Linked DNA regions of Mus musculus: regions 1 and 2 are each linked to region 3. The links are chromatin contacts, called in public HiChIP or PLAC-seq maps. All regions are on one chromosome and are shown on one strand. The core of a region is the stretch at or near the end of the contact, and the rest is flanking DNA. Distances in the headings are between cores, read along the strand shown.

What was found. HiChIP or PLAC-seq counts read pairs in DNA pulled down with a chosen protein or histone mark.
Region 1: a contact with region 3 is called in an H3K27ac HiChIP or PLAC-seq map of T-cell acute lymphoblastic leukemia, with 5 times the contacts expected there. The contact joins two enhancer-like sites. A contact is called at or near these places in 1 of 484 Hi-C or Micro-C datasets (cerebral cortex) and 5 of 115 datasets of contacts at active chromatin or transcription factors (T-cell acute lymphoblastic leukemia, craniofacial prominence, embryonic limb bud and 2 more).
Region 2: an H3K27ac HiChIP or PLAC-seq map of epiblast stem cells shows a contact between it and region 3, with 6 times the contacts expected there. The contact joins two enhancer-like sites. A contact is called at or near these places in 1 of 484 Hi-C or Micro-C datasets (the 3T3-L1 cell line), 4 of 115 datasets of contacts at active chromatin or transcription factors (craniofacial prominence, embryonic limb bud, epiblast stem cells and 1 more) and 1 of 9 other capture datasets (adipose tissue).

The regions. Positions count from the first base shown.
Region 1 is chr15:94,000,348-94,004,401 of GRCm38.p6, forward strand. No RefSeq gene overlaps it. Among named protein-coding and RNA genes, the nearest start is that of Gm30609, 39 kb to the left of the region's middle. Within about 2 kb of position 2,289, at least 13 of the 459 cell types and tissues checked have an H3K27ac peak or open chromatin away from gene starts, as enhancers often do. A contact at or near this core is called in T-cell acute lymphoblastic leukemia, where this site is marked.
Region 2 is chr15:94,021,816-94,025,808 of GRCm38.p6, forward strand. No RefSeq gene overlaps it. Among named protein-coding and RNA genes, the nearest start is that of Gm30609, 61 kb to the left of the region's middle. Within about 2 kb of position 2,641, at least 58 of the 459 cell types and tissues checked have an H3K27ac peak or open chromatin away from gene starts, as enhancers often do. A contact at or near this core is called in epiblast stem cells, where this site is marked.
Region 3 is chr15:93,511,310-93,515,372 of GRCm38.p6, forward strand. Prickle1 (prickle planar cell polarity protein 1) reads right to left here. Exons shown (of 8, transcript NM_001033217.5): 2 at 1,141-1,327. The coding sequence starts at 1,272. Among named protein-coding and RNA genes, the nearest start is that of Prickle1, 83 kb to the right of the region's middle. Within about 2 kb of position 2,717, at least 51 of the 459 cell types and tissues checked have an H3K27ac peak or open chromatin away from gene starts, as enhancers often do. A contact at or near this core is called in T-cell acute lymphoblastic leukemia and epiblast stem cells, where this site is marked.

The DNA.
Region 1 (4,054 bases), core at 1,039-3,538, 490 kb after region 3:
CACGATATTGCCCACATTTTGGTATGTTGGTTTTTAATTTCATTCATCTCTGAGAAGTTCCTCATTTCCTTAGTGACTCCCCTGGACTATTTTTTAAGTCCTATGAGTTTTCATGTTTAATTGCTATTTTGGGATTAAATTTCAACTCCAAACACACAAACAAACAAACAAACAGCCATGTTTTAGATTTACTTATCTTACATGTATGTGTGCTTGAGTTCCTCAGTCATGACACTGAATTGAACATGACCTTCAGGGCGTTCTGCATTGTCTTAAGAAAAGGTTTGTCTATGTCCTCCTCCCCTCTGTCCAAACACGTCTAACAATGCACACCTCCATCGTTGTTTATAGCCATAGATTAGAGAGTCTCAGCCAGTGTCATTCTGTTGTTGGAGGACAATGACTATGTTCATGCTCATATTTATTCAATATCAGTGATAGGACAGAAATTAAAGGCTGGATGCACTATTGAGATCTTGCTTCATAGATATGAGTCAAAAATAATCAATAGGAAACACGGAATGAGAAACTAGGGGAAATCTATGAAGAAAATAGCAGTCTAATGTGATAAGTGGACAAAGAGCGAAACACTGTGCATAGAATTGTCAGGGAAGAGGCATCATCCCGAGGTTTGATCCTTGAAACTAAGACTGGGCCTGTAAAAGTATTCGTTAAGAATGTTCTAGACTGAAGGAGTGGGCTTAAGCAAAGGAGCAGAAGGTGCTTTGCTGCAAGGTTGTTTCAAAGAAGAGATTGAACCATGTTCTGTTCAAGCGCTTGGGTCCTTAATGTTCATTTGTAAGTGACACATTTTGAGTAGTCGAGAAATATGTATGACTTAAGAGAATCTACTGCAGATCTTTTTCTTGCCCTGTCTCAGACACAATCCTATTGCCCTCTCCCATCTTCCAGTAGCCCCTTCCTTGGAGACTTGAGGAAGAAGACAGAACTGCTCTTTCTCTGATCTTTGTTGGTGTCGAGGTTGTTGCATGGTCACGGGGAGGGTCATGGGGAGTGAGAGATGACATTGCAATTGGTTGATTCGTGTCTTGACATGGCCAATAGGAGGGCTGAAACTCAGTTAAACTCGACCCCATTTCAGTAACGGAACACCCTCTCACAGTCATCTCCAGCTGGCGGTGAGGGAGTCTTAGGAAGATGTCTCCTGTTGACTTACTTCCAAGTATATATGTTCTTTATAAAAGTCAGATGAAAGGGCCGAGTTTAATCCCGGGTTAGGGCAAAAATAAAGGGACGCTTCAAGCCATTGAGTGGAAATCAAGAACGTGGAGGAACCCGAGGATCGTGGCACAATTCCCCAGCCTCTGCACAGATGTCACAGAAACCCGAGGAGATCTAAAGATAGGAAGGTTTGGAGGTTTCACTTACAATGACTAGGTCGCAAGTGAGTTCTTGATGTCTGAAGTGCACAAAACATTCATATTTTAACAAGACCACATGTTCAGGGATGAAACGTCTTGCCTGAACTTTGAAGTTTAACTACTGATTATTTGGGGGGGGGGTACGTCTTTTGCGGGGGGGGGGGGAGGTGCATCTTGAGGGATTGAACTAGAGAATAAAAACCTGGAGGGAAAGTCGTCTATATTTTGGGTCACTTGATAGAGGACGATGTGGCTGAGGAAACACAGTATCCAAAATCAATTTCATGTCTGCAGTTTTCTCATGCACACCCACACAGAGCTCCCATGCATGCCCACACAGAGCTCCCATGCATGCGCACACAGAGCTCCCATGCATGCCCACACAGAGCTCCCATGCATGCCCACGCAGAGCTCCCATGCATGCCCACGCAGAGCTCCCATGCATGCCCACACAGAGCTCCCATGCATGCCCACACAGAGCTCCCATGCATGCCCACACAGAGCTCCCTCCCTTTCTCTCTAGGATCTCTTTCTTTTCTATATCTCAGCCATTGTCTTAGCTGTCCCGAGTACCTTCGGACTGCTACTGTTACTAGGATCCCTTCAACTCTCCTAAGGAGCCTTTCCTAGTGTTCTTGCATTCCTTTCTGATGGGGCACCTGGACTGATAACGTGGTGACAGGCAAGGCACTTCTAGCCTTGGCTGCCACTTCCTCTCTCCCTTTGCACCATGGAGAGAAACAAAAGCTAAAGAGAGATAGATACACAGGCCATCCTTTGATATGATAAACTCTTCTCTTATGCTCACTAATCTCTTGTTTTGGCTTTCCAGTAACTGTCCCAATTCTGACCCCGATAGAGTAGCCAGTGCTCACTCTTTGCAGGCCTTCTCCATCCCACAAAGCTCCCTGTTTTCCATCTAGTCCAATGACATTTCCTGTTTAGTATGCCTTTCTGATTTAGCTCATGTGACATTTGGAGGAGAGAGATTTTTTTTTTTTTGCTTCCCTGATACTTGATAATTTGAGCTGCCTATGACGTCATTGCTGCATCCATAATTTTTCATCATATTAAATTATATTGTCTTCATTATGTAACCAGTGCTTGAGGGGAAAAAAAACCCTGGATCTAGTGGATCCACAGGGTGTGTTCAGCCATCATCTCTCCATGCCGATTTTAAGGAGAGTTAGGAAATCTGCACGTAAAGGGACGCAGACAAAAGGCTGCAGTAACTCCAGGTCTATCCTTGTGGTACTGATATGGGCTTCAGGTTGAAATATAAGAAGTGGGACAGGCACAAAAGTTAGACATCATTAAGCAGTCTCCATTAGGGCACGGGCTGTTTAATCATTGCTTCAGCTCCTGTTCTTCAAGGTGGTCCACGGAAGTCTTTATTACTTAAGATGAAAGGCGGCTGCTGGTTCTCAGGTGACAATTGCTTCTCCATGGTACTGCCTCACCATCGGAGATAATTGCCCTTGGTGCAGGGTGGGGGTCCTCAGGGCTCTTCTGTTCCTGGAATCCAAGGTGACTGCATGTTTAGGGTTATGACTATTGACCTTTGGCTACCTGGGGTGGGGACGGTCATAATATCTGGGACAGGGCCTTGTAAGGAGCTGACAGGAAGGTATTACATGGCCTCTGATCTTCGTGCCTTCTGTGCAGCAGGGAATAAGGGAGCTGAGGCATGAGTGGTTTCTAGAAAGACAGTCGTCACATAATCAGCGTGCCTGTGTGTAGAGGTAAGGAGTGTCTCACAGTGCAGGAGGCAGACGAAAGACAACGGCTGGGTACCAGTCTTTCCATTTGATTTCTCTGAAGGCCCCAGCGAGGAATCAATGCTTTTAGCCAAGCAGCTTCCAAATGCCTGTTATAATTACAGGGTTACAGAGGACCTGGAACATTTGATTTTAAGCTAATTGAGGACAGGGATTACATCCCTCTGTAGCTTTATACTTTCTTAATTAAATAAAAGTTAAAGAATAGAATATGTAACTCGACAGGCTTAATGAAATTAAGGTAAGCCCTAGATTTGCTTCCAACTTACTGATTAAAAAAAATACTTAAATCGAATCATTGAAGAAAGACTAATACATTTTTTATCCTATTATGAACACATTAGAAAAATGCACTTTCCAAGGTCAAAGCCACCCACTTTGTGCAAAAGATCCTGATGTTAGCTGTTCTCACCAAGTCCAGATGGGCTGCCTTGAGGAACTTATCTTCTTGTATTGAGCGGAGGATGCTTAAGATGTCTCCTTGCATCCATAGCTATTTTTCAGAGAATTCACAGACACGAGATTTATTTTAGATCCTTTGCCGAATTTCTTCATATAGATGTTACTACCACAGTCCCTGTGTGAGGACGTGTGTTACTTCTGGTAGTACAAGACCTCAAGTCACAAATTAATTTCTTTTCAGTGGCTTTGGAAAATGTTAACCCTCAGCATGAAAACCCTTATTAGGGGAATGAAAACCGAGAGCCCGTGAAATCATGGGAAAATACACGGGGGGGGGGGTGCCTATGCTTTGCCCCTGAGTGGGGCTTTCCTTCGCCTCCCAGTGACTTGCTATCCCATGGTGGCCACACATAGGTGAAAGGATTCTTACACGGGACACAAAAAGAGAGAAGTGGGCCAGAAACCCCAGAAGAAGAACACTAACTCAGATTT
Region 2 (3,993 bases), core at 1,391-3,890, 510 kb after region 3:
GCTATGGAACAGAAGAGAATTTTCAGAGGACTTACTTCTCCAACATGTAAAGAGCTGTTCTTCTTTTGGCTACTTGCTTTCCTGAATATCTTCTCTTAGTCTTTCATACCTGATTTCTTCTTCTGCCCCCAACAAATTACTCCATTAGATTCTATCTTTCCATCATTCCCCTTCCGCAACTACAACAAACAATATCCTGTCCATTTGCTTCCTGGGTCTACATTGCCCCTAGTTCTTTTAAGTTTCACTCTCACATGGACAACTACCTTTTAGTTAAATCCGTTTGGATGTCTTACTCATCAGGTTCAAATACAACATGTTCAAAGTAGATCTGATATATATTTTTTTCTCTTCCCAAACCCACTCTTCCTTCCTGTGTTAATTAATTGCAACATTATTCACCTAGTCACCGTAGCCAGAAATCTGTGCTCATCCTAACCCACTTCCTCTCCTTCCTCCCCCACAAGTAATTCATCAGCCAATCTGCCCAATTTTACCTCATGATTATTTGTCAATCTCTTCCTCCATAGTCCATCATAACTGCATCCTTGGAATATGTCTCAAACAAACTGGTGCCTGCCCTGCTTGCTGACTGGCACTGTGGGTATGTTAATTGAAATACAAGTCTGGCCTCCCCCTCCCCCCCAGTCCCAAACACACTTTCAGCATTTCCAGGATTCTTTGCTGTTGACCTCATCAGTCCGTGTTTCTCAGCACAGCTCCTGAAGACCCCTCTTTTGCCGGAATTCCCAGCAACATGTCCTGACCCACTTTACGTCAAGCTCTTGTCTAAAACTGAACCCATGGTTTATTTTTCTCCACTTATCCTCCGAGTCTTCCACCTCCCATACTCACCGTCATTTCATCTCAACGTGTGAATTAGACATCCATGGACGCTTTCTCCCTCCCTCGCTGGTAGCATCAAATCACTACTCACCCAAACCAGGTTGCTTTTAAGTCACAAAGTGTCTGAAAAATCTAGACTCTCTACTTTAGAAGCTCTTTTTTCTTATTTCTTCATTGAACTACAAATCATCTTGGTACTCAGAACTCAGGCATCACATCATCCAATGACACTCCTTACTGTAACAAGTGGGCAGATCATCCTGGAACTATTGGAACATTTATGGAAGAAAATATATATCAAAGGTACATCATATATGCTGCTAGTAGTTCCTAAGGGACTTGAGAAATGTATATTTAGCAAAAACTACATAAGCAGGTAAAAGGTGAATCACTGTTTTTGATGGAGGTAGAGTGATAGTTATTTTTCATGTACTTTTTTGTAAATGTGTGTGTGTGTGTTGTATATGTGTGTACACATTTTTGTGGGTTTGTATATGTTTCTATGTGACTGTATGTGTGTATATGTGTGTGGTGTATCCGTGTGTTCACGTTTATATGGGTTTATACATATGTGTATGTGTATAAATGTATGTGCAAATATGTGTGCATGTTTGTGTTGGTTTGCACATGTGTGCATGTGTAAGTTCATGTGCGTATATGTTCGTGTGTGTTTACAATGTGCATGTGTGCAAGTGTGCATGTGTGTATGTGTAAATGCATGTGTGGATTTACACATGTGCTCATATGTGCATGTGAGTATATATAAGGGCATATGCACATATTTGTGTTGGTTAGTACATGTATGCATGTGTATATGTGTGTATGTGCAAGTGCGCATGTGTGTATACATGTTTGTTTGTTTGTTTTACATGTATGCATGTGTGCATGTGTAAATGAATGTGTATACATGTTTATGTGGATTTACACTGTGAGTGAGTGCACAAACACATGCATGTGGACACCTTTCTCTATTCTTTCTACTCCTCAGTTTTTGAGACAAGGTCTCTCGCTAACCCTGGAGCTTCCTGAGTCAGACACTGGCTGGCCACCAAGCTACAGAATCTCTCTGTCCCTGCCTCTTCCGTATTTATAGTACAGACAATGTACTACTGCATTTGACTTGTGGGTCCTCTCGCTATTTGGCAGACATCTCACCAATGGAGCTCAGCCCTCAGCTCTATTTCCTAACTTTTAGAAAGTAAAAGAATTAACTACTATCGTGTAAAGGCAAAATACATTCTTCTCCCTCCTGCCTCCTGCATAGCAAGCACCAGAGAGACTGTGACACAGTGGCTCTCATCTAAATAATCCCGTCTCCTATTTAATCACACTCTTGCCAATCCCATATGCAGTATAAACATACAGAACTATGTCAAATATGGACATCTGACAATATCTAGACTTTATGAAAACTATATACATTCAACTCCACAAAATTTGGGTGGGGGGATTTAATTCAAGGGAATTTATATTCATGGAGTTCTGGGGCTCCCTACAGTTGTTTTTGACCAGAAGTGTTGCTAAAAATAACTTTCTGGGAAGCAGTTTCCATGAACCTTCATTTAATTTTGTCGTGACAACTCAGCCACAGCTCTCAATGCAAGTCTCCAGTTGGCTTCAATACAAAGGAACAGTCGTCTGCTAATCACTCAGTGGCCTCACAGGTGTTGCCTGGCAGCATGTGCAGTAGATGCTGTGTTGGAGAAGCATGTGTGGCTAGCAGCTGTAGCTGCCTATGACACTGCAGTGCTTTGAATAAGAATGGCCCCAGTAGGCTCATAGATTTAAATGCTTGGCCATTAGGGAGCAGTGCTACTTGAGAGGGATTAGGAGGCGTGGCCCTGTAGGAATAGATCTGGCCTTCTTGGAGGAAGTGAGCCACTGGGGATGGGCTTTCCGATTTCAACTGCCAGTTGCTCTCTCTTCCTGCTGCCTATGGATCTGGATATAGAACTCACTACCTCTCCAGCACTGTGTCTACCTGTGTGCTGCCATGCTTCCTGCCATAATGATAATGGATTGAACCTCTGAAAATGTAAGCCATTCCCCTTTCCTTTCTAAGAGTTGCCTGGTGTCTCTCCATGCCTGGTGTCTCTTTGTCTCGGTTTGAGAGTCAGTTATAAGATAGTACCACACAGAGTGTCCAGGGGCAAAGGTTTCCTTCTGGGAAACACTCAGTAAATACTCTTTCCCCACACAACTGGTGTCCAGCTCTTCATAGACCTCCCTCTAACTGGGCACTTAGTGATCCAGACTTGAGTTTGTTTTCTACTCCCTCCTGAGAGTATCAGCATAATCAATGTAACACAACACTATCCAGGCCAGATCACAGGGGAATCTTTCACACATCGCCTCTGGAAGCAAACATCTTGGCTCTTAATGTGAGAACCTCCTTTAGTGTTGGCAAGTTGACCGATGGGGAAGAGAACGAGAGGCCTGAGCCCTTTCAGGAGATCCCCTTATCTTGAAGGGTGAGTTTGTTTAAAATGTTAGTAGCCAGTGGAACAAAGAATTCCTTGTATGATGGAGAACCTTCCTGAATTTATTTTTCTACCAAAAGATATGTGAATTGAAGAAAACTGTCTGCGGGGAAAGTAGCATTTTTTTTTAAATTAATCACATTTTTGGATTGCTGGCATTTGCAATTAATACTACTTTTGTTTCTGCTTGTGATCCAAATGGCAGGTAGAGGTTACTTTGATTTAATTATGAGCTCTCAGCATTCTTCCCATACCACCAATTTAGGCCGTCTAGACAGTGCGGTCGCTCTATGGTGAGTGGGCTTCCCTCTGGGAATTCCTTTCTTTTGGACCATGGAAGAAGTCTCCACAGACCTTGAAAAGACTTCCCACATAAGTCTCTGTGCCCTTATACTTCAATATCTGCGATGCCACAATGCATTAATACATCTGTATCGTATTAATACTGTATTAGAGCAATGCATGGGTAATACGATATAATAAAAACAGGGCTCAAGCCTAACGTTCTCACGTGGCTCCGCAAGATGAGAAACAGCATTGTCAGTCCCAGCTCGCGGGCCTTGTGCCTGCGGAGAGGCAGAAGAGGCCTGGGGCCTGCCGTGAGCAGTATAAACCGCCATGCGGTCCACGCCAGTGCTGCTGTCCAGAGATAAAGAACGCAGACAGG
Region 3 (4,063 bases), core at 1,467-3,966:
TTTTAGGAGCGTCCTAAAAGATGAACGCAGGATCCTGCATTGCTGAGATGGAACCAAAGGCATTCAAGTTAAAAAAAAAAAAAAAAAAAAAAGGAGTTTAGGGACCTGGGACTTGTCTGCTAGAAGCAGACCTACAAACACATGCCATCCAAAGACAGGAAGGATCTTCTCTACGAAACAGTTCGTCAAAACTCCACTTCCCTAACTGCTACACCAGCATAATTTTCCTTCCTGTATTGTTCTAGAAGCTTTTCCTTACGGTTACTATCATTGGATCCCATTATGGATGGTTGTGAGCCACCATGTGGTTGCTGGGATTTGAACTCAGGACCTCTGGAAGAGTGGTCAGTGATCTTAACCGCTGAGCCATCTCTCCAGGCCAAGATTCCCTATCTCAAAAGGGGTTCCCTTCCACCGCCCAAAGAACAGTAACTCATAATCAGGCACAGAACTGGTGGCATCTTCTATTCTGAAGGATACCTTTGCCTGTACAGGATCTACCAACCATTTTTAATAACCTCATCATAAGGATATTGGGAAATAAAAACAGGCAGGCAGATCGCTCCCATCTTTAAAACAGAGAAACAAAGGATGTGCCACAATGATGTGTCTCTGATCCCCACTGTAGTTGTCAAAGGCCATGTTTATCAGCAACACCACATTCCTCTTCCGTAGAGGGGCATTGTGGAGAACTGGCCTGGAGGTCGTCCTTCTATTTCCTTTTGTCCTTACTGAACCTTTGAGACATGTAATAGTGGCATACACCTTTAATTTCAGCACTTGGGAGGCATAGGAAGGCAGATCTCTGAGTTCTGTGAATTGGAGGCAAGCCAGGACTACACAGTGAGACCCCATTTCAAAAGACAAACACCCCTCCCCCACCCCACCTACCATTTAAAAACAAACAAAAAAAAAAAACAAAACTCCAAATGAGGAACGTTTCTCTTCCCTAAAAGGTGACTTGTGAAAGTCCTATCAGAAACGCCTGTGGTGCCCTGCATTTGCATTAATCACGATGGCAGAAGGAGGGCATTACTGAAACCAAACCAGACCTTAGACAGCAAAGCCAGCCAGGGAGATGAGAGGTTCCACACTTCCCTGGAAAGCACATCAAAGGGGACAGCGTTGCTTCCTACCTACCTGCTCGGGCCTGAGGCCCGGTGGGACCCATGCATACTCTTCAAGTGCACAGCCGGAATCATCATCTGATGTGGAGCTTCTCTGGCACCCGAAGACCAGTTTGCTCATTTTCGGTTCCATCTCCAAAGGCATAATAATGAAGTTTTAAAGCTGGCTGCTTAGTCACAGGACATCCAAGAGACAGCTGCTGTGGGTGACATAGAAGGCGCTGTGTTAAAAAGCAATGCTTCTCTACCAAGAGCTTCTAGTTTACATATGGATGGGCTCAGAGACAGTGAACCAAACGCCTGGGTTTGCTGACTTCAGGCCCCGTGCCACTCAGGCAATTAGGAAGTGACTCCCTTAACCAGCTCAGTACCAAAGAAAACGGGCCACCAGGCTAGTGCTCTCTGTTGCCTTTAAAGGATACTTCTTGCTCGAGTAAGGGGATGGCTCTGCTTGACTTGTTTACCTATGCGTGAGATCCTGCGAGGTGTAAGAGTTTAAACAGAAGTGGGGAACTGGGCTCTGCCTTGCCCAGAAAGCTGGCCGCAGAGACCCTGCTCAGTCCCCCAGATTTCCTAAGCAAGTTTTCCAGTGGAGGCAGCAGAGACAGCCGAGAGTGTTATCCCTGAAGTAAACCGTACAGTTTAAACTTCTAATCCCTGACATCAAACTTCTACACCCAGGACAGGCAGTCAGCGAATCCCCTCGGAATACTGGATACGGTGCCAGGTCACAGATGGGTCCAGCTTGGAGACTTGATTGTTTAATCTCATTATCAACCAACGTTTAGGAAGGCTTATTGAGTGTGAAATGGAACCAGCCCCACTATTGGTCAAAGTGAGGTGTTAAATTTCTGAATAAGAAAGCTGTCTCAGAAAAAGGGTACTGAAGGTGTCAAGGAGTGGTCCTGAGGCTGAGATGTTGGCTTTGGTAGCACGGTGTGTTATCCCTTTGTCTTATAGTTCTTAAAAATCATCGCTCACACACGAGGCACTAAGAAGGAAAACAAGAACCTTCACGATTCCAGTTTTCTTTAAACGTTTTGATCCTGACATATTTTAATATAAAGAAGTTTGTGTGTTAGGGGGCCGGAGAGATAGCTCGGTGGTTAAGGGCTATGGCTGCTCTTCTAGAAGACCTGAGTTCAATTCTCAGCACCCACATGGCAGCCCACAACTGGCTAGAGTTCCAATTCTAGAGACCTGGCACCTTCAAACATACATGCAGGCAAAACACCAACGCACATAAAATAAATATTAATATATTTTTTTAAATTATTAGTCTGATCCAGTCACTTTACAGAGAGGGTTCCAGGATGGCAAATGCCTCCTGTATAAGAAGAGTTAAAGCCTAATCCCTCTGTCTTTAAATCCTAACCAATCCCAGACCGAGGTAAAATGATGTTTCAGCAATTCTCTCAGTGCAACACTAAATTCTTAGTGTTGGTGGGGTCGGGGGAGTCACTTGTTAAAATACACCGCTAGCAAAATATCCAAGGACATTTTAAACTTCGAACTTGAGAACAGCTCACAAAGGGGCAGAGTTAAAAGAGCACCTGCCTCATGGCTGCAGTCATTCCTGCAGGAGAAATGGTGACTCAGCAAGATACCGCCCCAGCCAGTAAACGGGCTTTCAGGCACCCCAACAGAAGGGCAGGCAGCCTCATTTCCGACTCCACGGTGGCGGGGGTTCTCACCTCTGACCCAGCCGTGGCACACAGGTGCAGACAATTCACGTCTTAGCAAAGACTGGAAACAGAGGTGCATTCCTCCACCCCCTCAATAAAAGGGGACGTGTTAATGAAAGTCAGAAGACAGCTTGGGTCTTTCCCTTTTGCCCTGTAAGATCCGCCCCTGTGTGTCAAAGGAAGAGACTAGGGGTTAAGACTTTAATTAGTAACTCATGGGCTCTCACCAGGAGAACTGCTACTTTCGATGCAATTTAACCTGAATTTTGAAACGGGGAGCATTTGTCTGCTGCCAAACCTGGCTGGGGGGTGGGGTAGGAGGAAAACAACAGAATATAAATATTTTTAAAAAAAGAGCCTTTAAAAATTAAATGCTACTCTATTTTCAAAACTAGAAAAATAAAACAAAAGCTCTGCAAATGGTGAGAGACCATGTTTTCTGCCTCCTAAACCAAAGGTCTAAATCCCTTCTTAGAGCTGTTCTCTCTGAGAATGTGGGATGAGTCCCTATCCTGATGGGGGTAAATCGTGTGACATGTCACTTGGATGCAATGTCCCCATTTTAAACCACAAACTCACACAGGTTTTAGTCCAGCCTTTCAACAAACTTTCTCGACAACATAAAGGGTACCACAATTGTAGGAAAGCAGAGATCCACTTTCATCCCAGTGTTAGCTTCCAGTTTTACCGGGTGGTGTGACCACAGTACCTGCTACCATTAGCATTTAAATATTTAAATGCAGTATGAAGCCTTAGGGCCGGTTGTCCGGAGGCAAGGAGGCAAGGAGTTAAGGAGCCTTAGAACCAGAGCCATCAGAGGGAGAAGCAAGCTGGAGGTTGGCAGAGTTGGTGTACTTTTTCAGGGATTATCTTAGGAGTGATCCACGCATGCGGCCTCTAAGCCACAGGAAGTGTTAACACTTCCATGCCTCTCCTTTGTCTTTTCTCACCCCTCTCTTTTCTTGGAAACTAGCTAGCTCCTTTCACCATTTCATTCATTTAAAAAGAACCACACATCCCAGCCTGCAGCTGTATGGCTTCTCCATCATCGTATATGTGTCAAGAGAGCATCTGACCCAAGATGCTTTCTTCCGTCTTCCTTGGGAACCAGGCAGAGACACATAGTGTACAGACATACACACATGCAGGCAAAATACCCAATCACATAAAAATTTAAAAAAACAAAAATTAAGGAGACAAGTGACAATCCAGTAGGAGCCCGGATGTCAAGTAAAAGTAGCCAACGTAAGA